Linked DNA regions of Gossypium hirsutum: region 2 is linked to region 1. The links are chromatin contacts, called in public Hi-C maps. All regions are on one chromosome and are shown on one strand. The core of a region is the stretch at or near the end of the contact, and the rest is flanking DNA. Distances in the headings are between cores, read along the strand shown.

Evidence for each region. A called contact is a pair of places that touch in the nucleus more often than the background predicts.
Region 2: a contact with region 1 is called in a Hi-C map of leaf, with 1.7 times the contacts expected there. The contact joins the promoter of LOC107955723 here to the enhancer-like site in region 1. A contact is called at or near these places in 4 of 34 Hi-C or Micro-C datasets (anther and leaf).

What each region holds. Positions count from the first base shown.
Region 1 is chrD07:50,937,316-50,941,473 of Gossypium_hirsutum_v2.1, forward strand. No RefSeq gene overlaps it. Among protein-coding and RNA genes, the nearest start is that of LOC121219525, 41 kb to the left of the region's middle. Within about 2 kb of position 1,851, at least 1 of the 9 cell types and tissues checked has an H3K27ac peak or open chromatin away from gene starts, as enhancers often do. A contact at or near this core is called in leaf, where this site is marked.
Region 2 is chrD07:51,109,010-51,113,167 of Gossypium_hirsutum_v2.1, forward strand. LOC107955723 (probable lipid-A-disaccharide synthase, mitochondrial) reads left to right here and starts at 2,113. Exons shown (of 9, transcript XM_041097798.1): 1 at 2,113-2,487; 2 at 2,819-2,873; 3 at 3,183-3,288; 4 at 3,393-3,616; 5 at 3,848-3,926. The coding sequence starts at 2,249.

The sequences.
Region 1 (4,158 bases), core at 601-3,100:
CCAGTTGCTCTTGAAATTGGCTCATTCAAGCTCATATGTGAAATCCAATGCACCTTGGCTGCAAGATTCGGTTTCTTGGACCAAGATTTCTAAGATTTGAAATATTGATTTTTTTATTCTTGAAATTGTCTGAAACATCAAAATTGGACCAAGATTTGGTTTCTTGATTTTCTTGAAAATAAGAAAGTGAATCTTGATTTTCTTTTTTGGCTGTATGCGCATCTAAGGCCTTGGTAACGAAGTCTTGGATGGTCCCGTTCAATCTTGCTCGGATTTGCTTGGCCTTTGACCTCATTATTAGGTCTTAAGAAAATTTGAGCCCATCACGTTCATGAGCCTGATTTTGGGCCTTGAGGCTCGCATCAATAATGTTACACGATCTTACTCACATGAGTTAACGAATCATATTATGTATACTCATTGTTGCATTTAAATGACCGATTATTTAGCTAATAGACGAAGTATAAGATTATTTAACCACATAAACAAACTTAATGAGTAAACATTTATCAAAATGACATAGTTTTGTCTTTTAACTTAATGGTTTTGACTTTTAACTTTAGAAAAGGTAAACATTTATCAAAACGACATAGTTTTGCCTTTTCTTATTCGGATTTTAGGATAACTCGAAACGTGTAATTTATATTCGAGTTAAACCAAAAAATTTAGTTTTTTATTTGAGTTGATCCGAATAACTTGATTAACTAAAATAGCTTGAATTATTTAATTCAAAATTTAAATTTTTTATCGAGTTTTTTGAATCGAATCAAATTTTGCTTACCCCTAATTGGACACACTTGAACTAAAGTCCTCTTACATTAATAACAATATCTATACTAATCGAGTTAATACTCAATTCACAACATATCCGCAAATCTAAAACAATGTACGGATATTAATTATATAAAAACATAATAAAAGATGAATACAAATATTATACCGACTATCTTAGCTGTTTGGATGAATTGTGCGGAGTGAAATCCCATTTCCCTATATAAGATAGGAGACATACAGTATGACCTAGTATTTAACAGAGCAATTTATAGATAGATGCATACAAATTGTTGATGACAAAAAAGGGTTCATGTTGCCTGTCTTTAGCTATTTGAGACACTTTGCCTGCTCTGCTAATTTTAGGGTTGTTTTGCAGATTGAAAATGAAAGATTTCCCCATCTCACAATTTCCATCAACCAATTGAAGATGTTTAGGAAGGTAAATTCAAGGATTATGTAATTTTTATTTTAAAAATGGTAATAGTGAAATAAAAAGAACGTGAAGTGAAGGGGCATTTGCAGAAAGTAATAAATGAGTGAGGTGAGAAGGCAATGGAAGGTCATGATGACTATTCATAAATAGGCTCAGATGGGGTTGGTAGGTGGCTTTGCTCCTTTCTCTCTGTGTCTCAGCTCAATCAAATGCATGCAAAACCATTACAACCACGACGTGCTTATTTCAGAAACTCAAGGCATCAAAAAAGCAACTGCCTTCCTCACACCATTCAATGCGCCTTTGTGTATTTGGATATCACATTTATTATTCATAGTAAAAATAAATATTATTATTTAAATATTTAAATTTGTTATTTGAGGTTTTATTTAGACATCCAAATCATTATTTACTGATAAAAACATAATTTTTAAGTCCTGATCTGATTTGGATTTGGATAAAGAATTAGTAGTTCTAATCATGACATTCCTGCTGGACCATGGCATTAGTTGTAGTGCATGTATGGAGGCCGAATTATATTTTTTGACTAAAGATTTAGATATCCCTGCTCTGCACTGCACTGTACTGCACTGCCAAATGCCATGGGTGGCCCCTTAAATGTAATTAGAGAAGGCACGTGGCACGTAGTATAAATAATAAATAAGAGGGGGGGACCATTTGAGATTGACCTAACAATGCAAAAACCTCTCCATTCTGAGACTGCCGCAGTTAATACATACATACATACTATAAGACATGGGAATTAGGGAATTACAGTAGCTTTTGCTATTGCTTTTTTCTTATATGAGTTTGGGAAGTGCAAAGAGAGGGACAAAACGGATGGTCAAACTATGTGGTACATTGCTGCTACCCTCCCATTTGGCATTTGTATCTAACCCTCTTTGGCCTAGGGTCTTTTTGTTTGTTATTTCCCTTTCTTTTCTGCCCTATTGAAGAAAAATATTTTATAGTGATTGGTAGGTACGTAAACCTATCTATGGGTTTTGAAAAATAAAAACCCCTATCCATGGGTTAGATAAAATTCGTTGTTCAATATTAATCTTTTATAATTAAAGGTAAATAAGATTAATTAATTTTTATATATTAGATTAAATAGTAAATTGATATTTTTTTATTAAAAATTTTATCTATTTTAAAATTTAGTGTGGCTGGTAGAATAATTAGATAGTGACATGTAGCATGTAATGTGCACCTCATGGTTTTTAATGTAAAAATAAATGTAATTTTTAACAGATCAATAATCAATATACTCTTTTCTCTAATGTATAAGGGCTAATTTATTATTTTATAAATAGTAGGAATAAAATGTAATCCAACTTTTACCAATGAGATATCTATAGTATCTCTATTGAAAAGTTATAATTTAAAGTCCCAAACTCACTTTTATTTATTGCTAAAAAAATTAAATTTGGATGCACTATCTAATTTCAATTTAAGCTTTTTCTAGCTTTTCCTTTTCATAAGATCAAAGGGTATCTCAAGATTTACTTAGATTTTAATTCTCTATTTTAACAATATATTTGCTCATTTTTGTCTTGATATATGGCTTTATAAAAAGAATCTCACGATATTAAACCTTGATGGAAAAATACCCAAGCTTCTAAGGAAGTAGGAATAGTGAGATTAAGTACAATTCTTTTGCATGTTAAACGATGAGAAAGGATTGTATGAACAGTGATGTTACGACATCTGTATTTATTTTTTAATAGTTTTATGTTACATTAATATTTTTATCTTAAATTTTATTATTTTTTAGAAACAAATCAAATTAAAATTAAAATTTTAAAACATAAAATTATTGGAAAGAGAAAATATCTCTGCTTCATACAATCTTTTCTCGTGAAACGATATTTGTTAAAATAAAATTAACGATAATATTTTAATTTAATATGAGTTTGAAAGGTTAAAAGTTGCAAAACATCTATTTTTTTAAAGTAAAAAAACATTCTTTAATTTCAAAGGATTTTTCTGAAAGCAATTTCAAAGAAATTAAGAAGAGAGAAAAGGAAGCATTTACTAACAAAACAAGCACAGAAAACGACACATCAACCAAATCCCTTTGTTATTACTTTGATAAACTTATGGCACACAAGACTGAGACTGTATATAAATAGATAAGTCTAAGGAGCTTTTTCTCATCTTTCATGGCACTGTTTCCACTTCCTCCATAGCCATTTTCTACTGACCAGTCCAAAAAGTCTTAACCCTTCTTCATTGGCTTCCCGAGCCATAAGCTGCTATCAATGGCTCAACGACGCCCATTGCCACCCTTGATCATGGACCTGACCATCGCAGTTCGTCCACCAGGTCATCAACATCCTAGCTCAAGAAAAGTAGATTTCATGTTTTGAAGTAGATGGCAATATCTCTCCTGAGCTTATTCTTCTTATATCTTTTCTTCTATTCTCGAAATTCTTTGATGATTATTCGAGTTTTCTTGACCTTGCAAGTCCGTAAGCAAGGTAAAATTGTTCTTGACCACTTTAAGAATTTTCAAGAGACTCTGAGCATGAAATTTTCATCAAAAGTTCGAGAAAGTTCTTATCTATCTTCTATCCCTCCTGAGCTGTATCTTCTCTTGGTCTCATTTCTCTTTAACCTAGCTAGGGTTATCTTTTATCATCTGTTTCGGTTTTAACTTAAAGTATTTCTGAATGCAATTGGATTATCCGAATAAAATTTATGAGCTTACACCGGTATGTACGTGGTTGTTCAAAGAAATATGTATTTACCAATTTTAGTTTTCTTTACATTTTTTTTGTAGTTTTTTAATATTCTATGAATTTACCAAAGAAAGAGAAAAAAGAAAACATCCTACGAAGCAATATCAAAGAAGAAAATGTAAAGGAAAAAGATTAATTAACAGAACAACCTTGAAAAAAGATGACATATGAACAATGGAATTAGGACTAAGGAATCTTTGGTTAATG
Region 2 (4,158 bases), core at 863-3,362, 170 kb after region 1:
GATTTATTTGATGATGCACTTACATGCTAGTATATTTGCTTCGGTACATCCAATGATGCACTTATGTGAAAGTATATTTGCTTCAGTTTATCTGATGATGCACCATGTGTGCCAGTATAATTGCTTCGATTCGTCCGATGATGCACCTCGTGTGCCAGTATAATTGTTTTGGCTTGCCCGATGATGCACTATGTGTGCTAGTATCTTTCCTTCGATATATCCAATGATGCACTATGATGCTAGATTAAGATGTAGGTTGACTAATCTGTGTCTCCGTCTTGAAATTTGAGTCAGGTTAATAAGGTTATCTAAACATGATTTGGCTATATGGTTGATTGAAATGAAATGTGAATTGATTTGATATATTTGCACACATATGAAATGTGATAATTGATAGCATGTGAAAGACCATACGAAATGGTTAAAAGTGTACCCTGGGGACTGATTGTGTTAAATGAGCTTATAAGCTCAGAAATGATAGAAATTTGATATGAAATGATGATCATAGTAAATGAATAAGCATATGTGCCTATAAATGACAATGTGAATTGATGAAGTTGTATAAAATATGAATGAAAATGAGATTAAATATCAAATTGGTACATAAATGTATATGTAAGTAATTGAATTAAATATGCTATATTTTTGTTAATAGAATGGATGATATAAATGTTAGTTTGACTATCAAATGGAATTTTGTAGTAGAATGAAATTTTTATATTGAATATGCAAATTGTTTTAATTGAATTGTAGCATATTTGGATTGAATTCTTATATTGATTATTGCTTATGTTGTGACTAGAAATATGAAAATCATCACTGATCGTAATTGTTCAGCGTAAGGTTTGTTTTATCTATGCACAGGTATAGTAGATTCCAGATAGATTGAGCAGTTGATCCAACATCTAGCTAGCAATCTGCGACTCAGCAAAGTTTGTAAAGTTCTCTTTTGATTAGTATATGGTATGTACATAGGGTTTAAGCAGGTTTTGTATCGAAAATGGTTGAATTTAAAACTTAGTTGCTTGATGTTGTTTTGAAGTATCATTTTGGCATATTTTAGCTTGAATGTAGTTAGCGTATTATTGTTTTTGTTGTAATTGAAATGTAAAGTATTATTATAGGTCTCGTCACATCGCAACGAGAAGTAGCTCAGGATTCACGTTGCGACAATGTGTACTCGAGGTCACGACAAGATTTACTTAGTATGTTACGTCGTGACGAGGAATCCTCGACATCACGATTTCAACCTGAGATTTTGAAATATTTATGATTTGGTCCTAATTCGATCTCAGGTTAACATTAAAGCTTTCGTAAGCTTGAAGACTCAGAAAGGTTTGTAAATCACATCATATTCATGAATAGCTCGTAACTAAATGTGCATTGGTATAAATTGATTCTATTTGACTGTAGTTGCTCTGGCAACGAATGTGAAATCTTGTAGCTCAGACCCGACGATTGAGTCGGGTATGAAGTGTTACACTATATATAATATTTTAGCTTCTACTTTAAGTAAAGAGGATAGAATAAAATTTTAACATTTTAATAATATTCATAAAATTTAATTTAATTTAAAAATATGTTATAGGAAAAATAAATTTAAAAAAGTTTATAAAATAATAAGCAGAAAGGAGAAAGGCAAGAAGGCAAAAGTTTGTCAGGAAAAGTTATTGTAAAATTTATATATGTTATCTTTTTTCTTTTCTTGCCATATGTTATCTTTTTGGTTCATGTAGAAGAAAACATGTTAGTAAAGAAATGCAAATGGTGCTTTCAAAATGAAGCTTATGAGAATCAACATCCATCTTCATAACCATAAACTAATTTAGTCAAGTTAGCTTTATTATTATTATTATTATTTTTATGTAATATATTAAATGATTAAAAATTAAATAAATTATTTTTAAGTATTGATTAAAAGATAAAATTAATTAGAAATCATTTGATTAGAAAATAATTTTAAAAAATAGAAACTAAAACCACTGATATTCCTAGTAAAAATAGAAGATATGGAATTAATATCCAAAATTAATAATATTAACCAGGCCATTTATGTGAGTCCATGTTTGCATCAGACATGGGCCTTTGTTGTCTCGAAACTGTTGGGTCCTTTACATTGCTCTCTTGTTTTCTTCGAACTGCAAACTAAACTGCGGAAGAGTGTTGCAGCAACTGCACTAGACGACTCTTGCTTCCATCACATTTCCTTTTCAACTGTTCTCATAGAAATACTATACCGAAGATATCGATGTGGTTGGCAGCGATTCGATGTGTGAATATATTTAAGAATAGCATTTGTTGGAAGACCCCATTGAGGAGATATTTATGGGTTTCAAGCAAATCCTTAATAGACAGAGCCGCCAGTGAAGGGGAGTTGAGAGTGTTCATTGTTGCAGGAGAGGTTAGTGGAGATTCCATTGCCTCTCGTCTTATGGCTTCCTTAAACAAGATTTCCCCTCTTCCTATCCGCTTCTCGGGTGTAGGCGGGTATGCTTTTTAACTATATATCATTGCCTTTGTATTTTTAGCATTAGCTAGGTGAATTTTGAGTATGGGTTTTATTTATTTTTGCTGAAAAAGAGTAACAAAAATAAGTAAAAAGGAAAGGGCATACGTGAAAGAACTCAGGAAAGCTATTTCCATTCTTTATATCATCTATCTGTTTCAGTAGATTAAAAAAAGGTGGGCGGGGGGGGGGCGGGGGAGATTTATGTCCATATGTGTTGCAACTAGGCAACTTGGCAGAATCAATTTGATGTTAGTTATCTGAACTCTCATGGGGTTCTTTCTAAAGTATTTTCTCTGTGTATATAATAAGGTCCAGGATGTCCAATCAAGGCATGAAATCCTTGTTCCCAATGGAGAATATTGCGGTAATGGGAATCTGGGAATTATTACCACACTTCTATAATTTCAGAGTGAGTAGTTTGGAACCAAGGTGATTGAACCTTTACCATAAAAGTTTGCACTACCAACAACTGTTGGTTAAGGCACATTGCACTTCCAAAGGGAGAACTCAGGTTCGAATCTCAGAGATGACTTTGTTGGGAGAGGCAGCCATGAATCCTGAAAAGATTAGTCTTCGTGGACCATAAAATGAACCTGGAGGATTCCTTGAAAAAAAAAAAAAAAAACTTTGCACTAAACTACTGATGGACCATTTGTATTTGATGAAATGTCAGGTAAAATTGAAGGAAACTGTGGAGGCTGCATTACAGTTCCAGCCTCACGTGGTTGTGACGGTGGACTCCAAGGGATTTTCTTTCCGTCTACTTAAGCAGTTACGGGGTAATATCACCAATTTGTTGGAGTTAGGATCAATTTTTTGTGTATTTGCATATTGTCTGTGCAATATTATGTGCCGGAACATAAGGAATGTTTATTTTTTGCAGCTAGATACAACCAACAAAGGTCAGATAGACCAGTACTCTTTCATTATGTTGCACCATCATTCTGGGCATGGAAAGGAGGTGAAGCAAGACTCAAAGGCCTATCTAAATTTGTGGATTATGTGTTCTGTATACTTCCCAATGAGGAAGCAGGTTGTAAATTAAATGGATTGAATGCAACTTTTGTTGGTCACCCCATTCTGGAAGATGTTTTAGAGTTGAACATGGTATGAATTCACATTCCGCTGTCGTGGTATATATTGGTATCATTTTATCTTCTTGTATAAATTGTTATAGTATGGGATTGTTCTGTTTCCTAAAACTTAATAGGGAGTTCAAGTTTCAATACTTATGATTTTGCTTTCTCCAAAAGTTTTTTGCAAGAGTACATATGTTCCTATTGGCACATGTATGTATGGTTATTTTAGCATTAACAAAGGAGAAATATGTATGCTTAGGGAAAGGAAACTGCATTGCATGAGTGGAAGATAACCGGAAATGGTGAAGATTTTCGAAAAAAATATGCCATAGCTTCAGGTAATGTGGAGATAACCTAGTAAAGTTCTAGGAAGTTGGCAGTTTTTGTTTTTTTTTTTTTAATTTCTCTTTTATAGTTTAACCTTGAGTCTATAATTAGAGAAATTTTCAGTACCTCTAAGAGTGGAGATTGCTCCATTATTTAAGATTCACTCTTACAAGTTCAAGTTGTTTTCTGCTTTATATTTATCATCAGTATGAGCCCTTTACTCTGGACTTTTGGTTTCCGTAT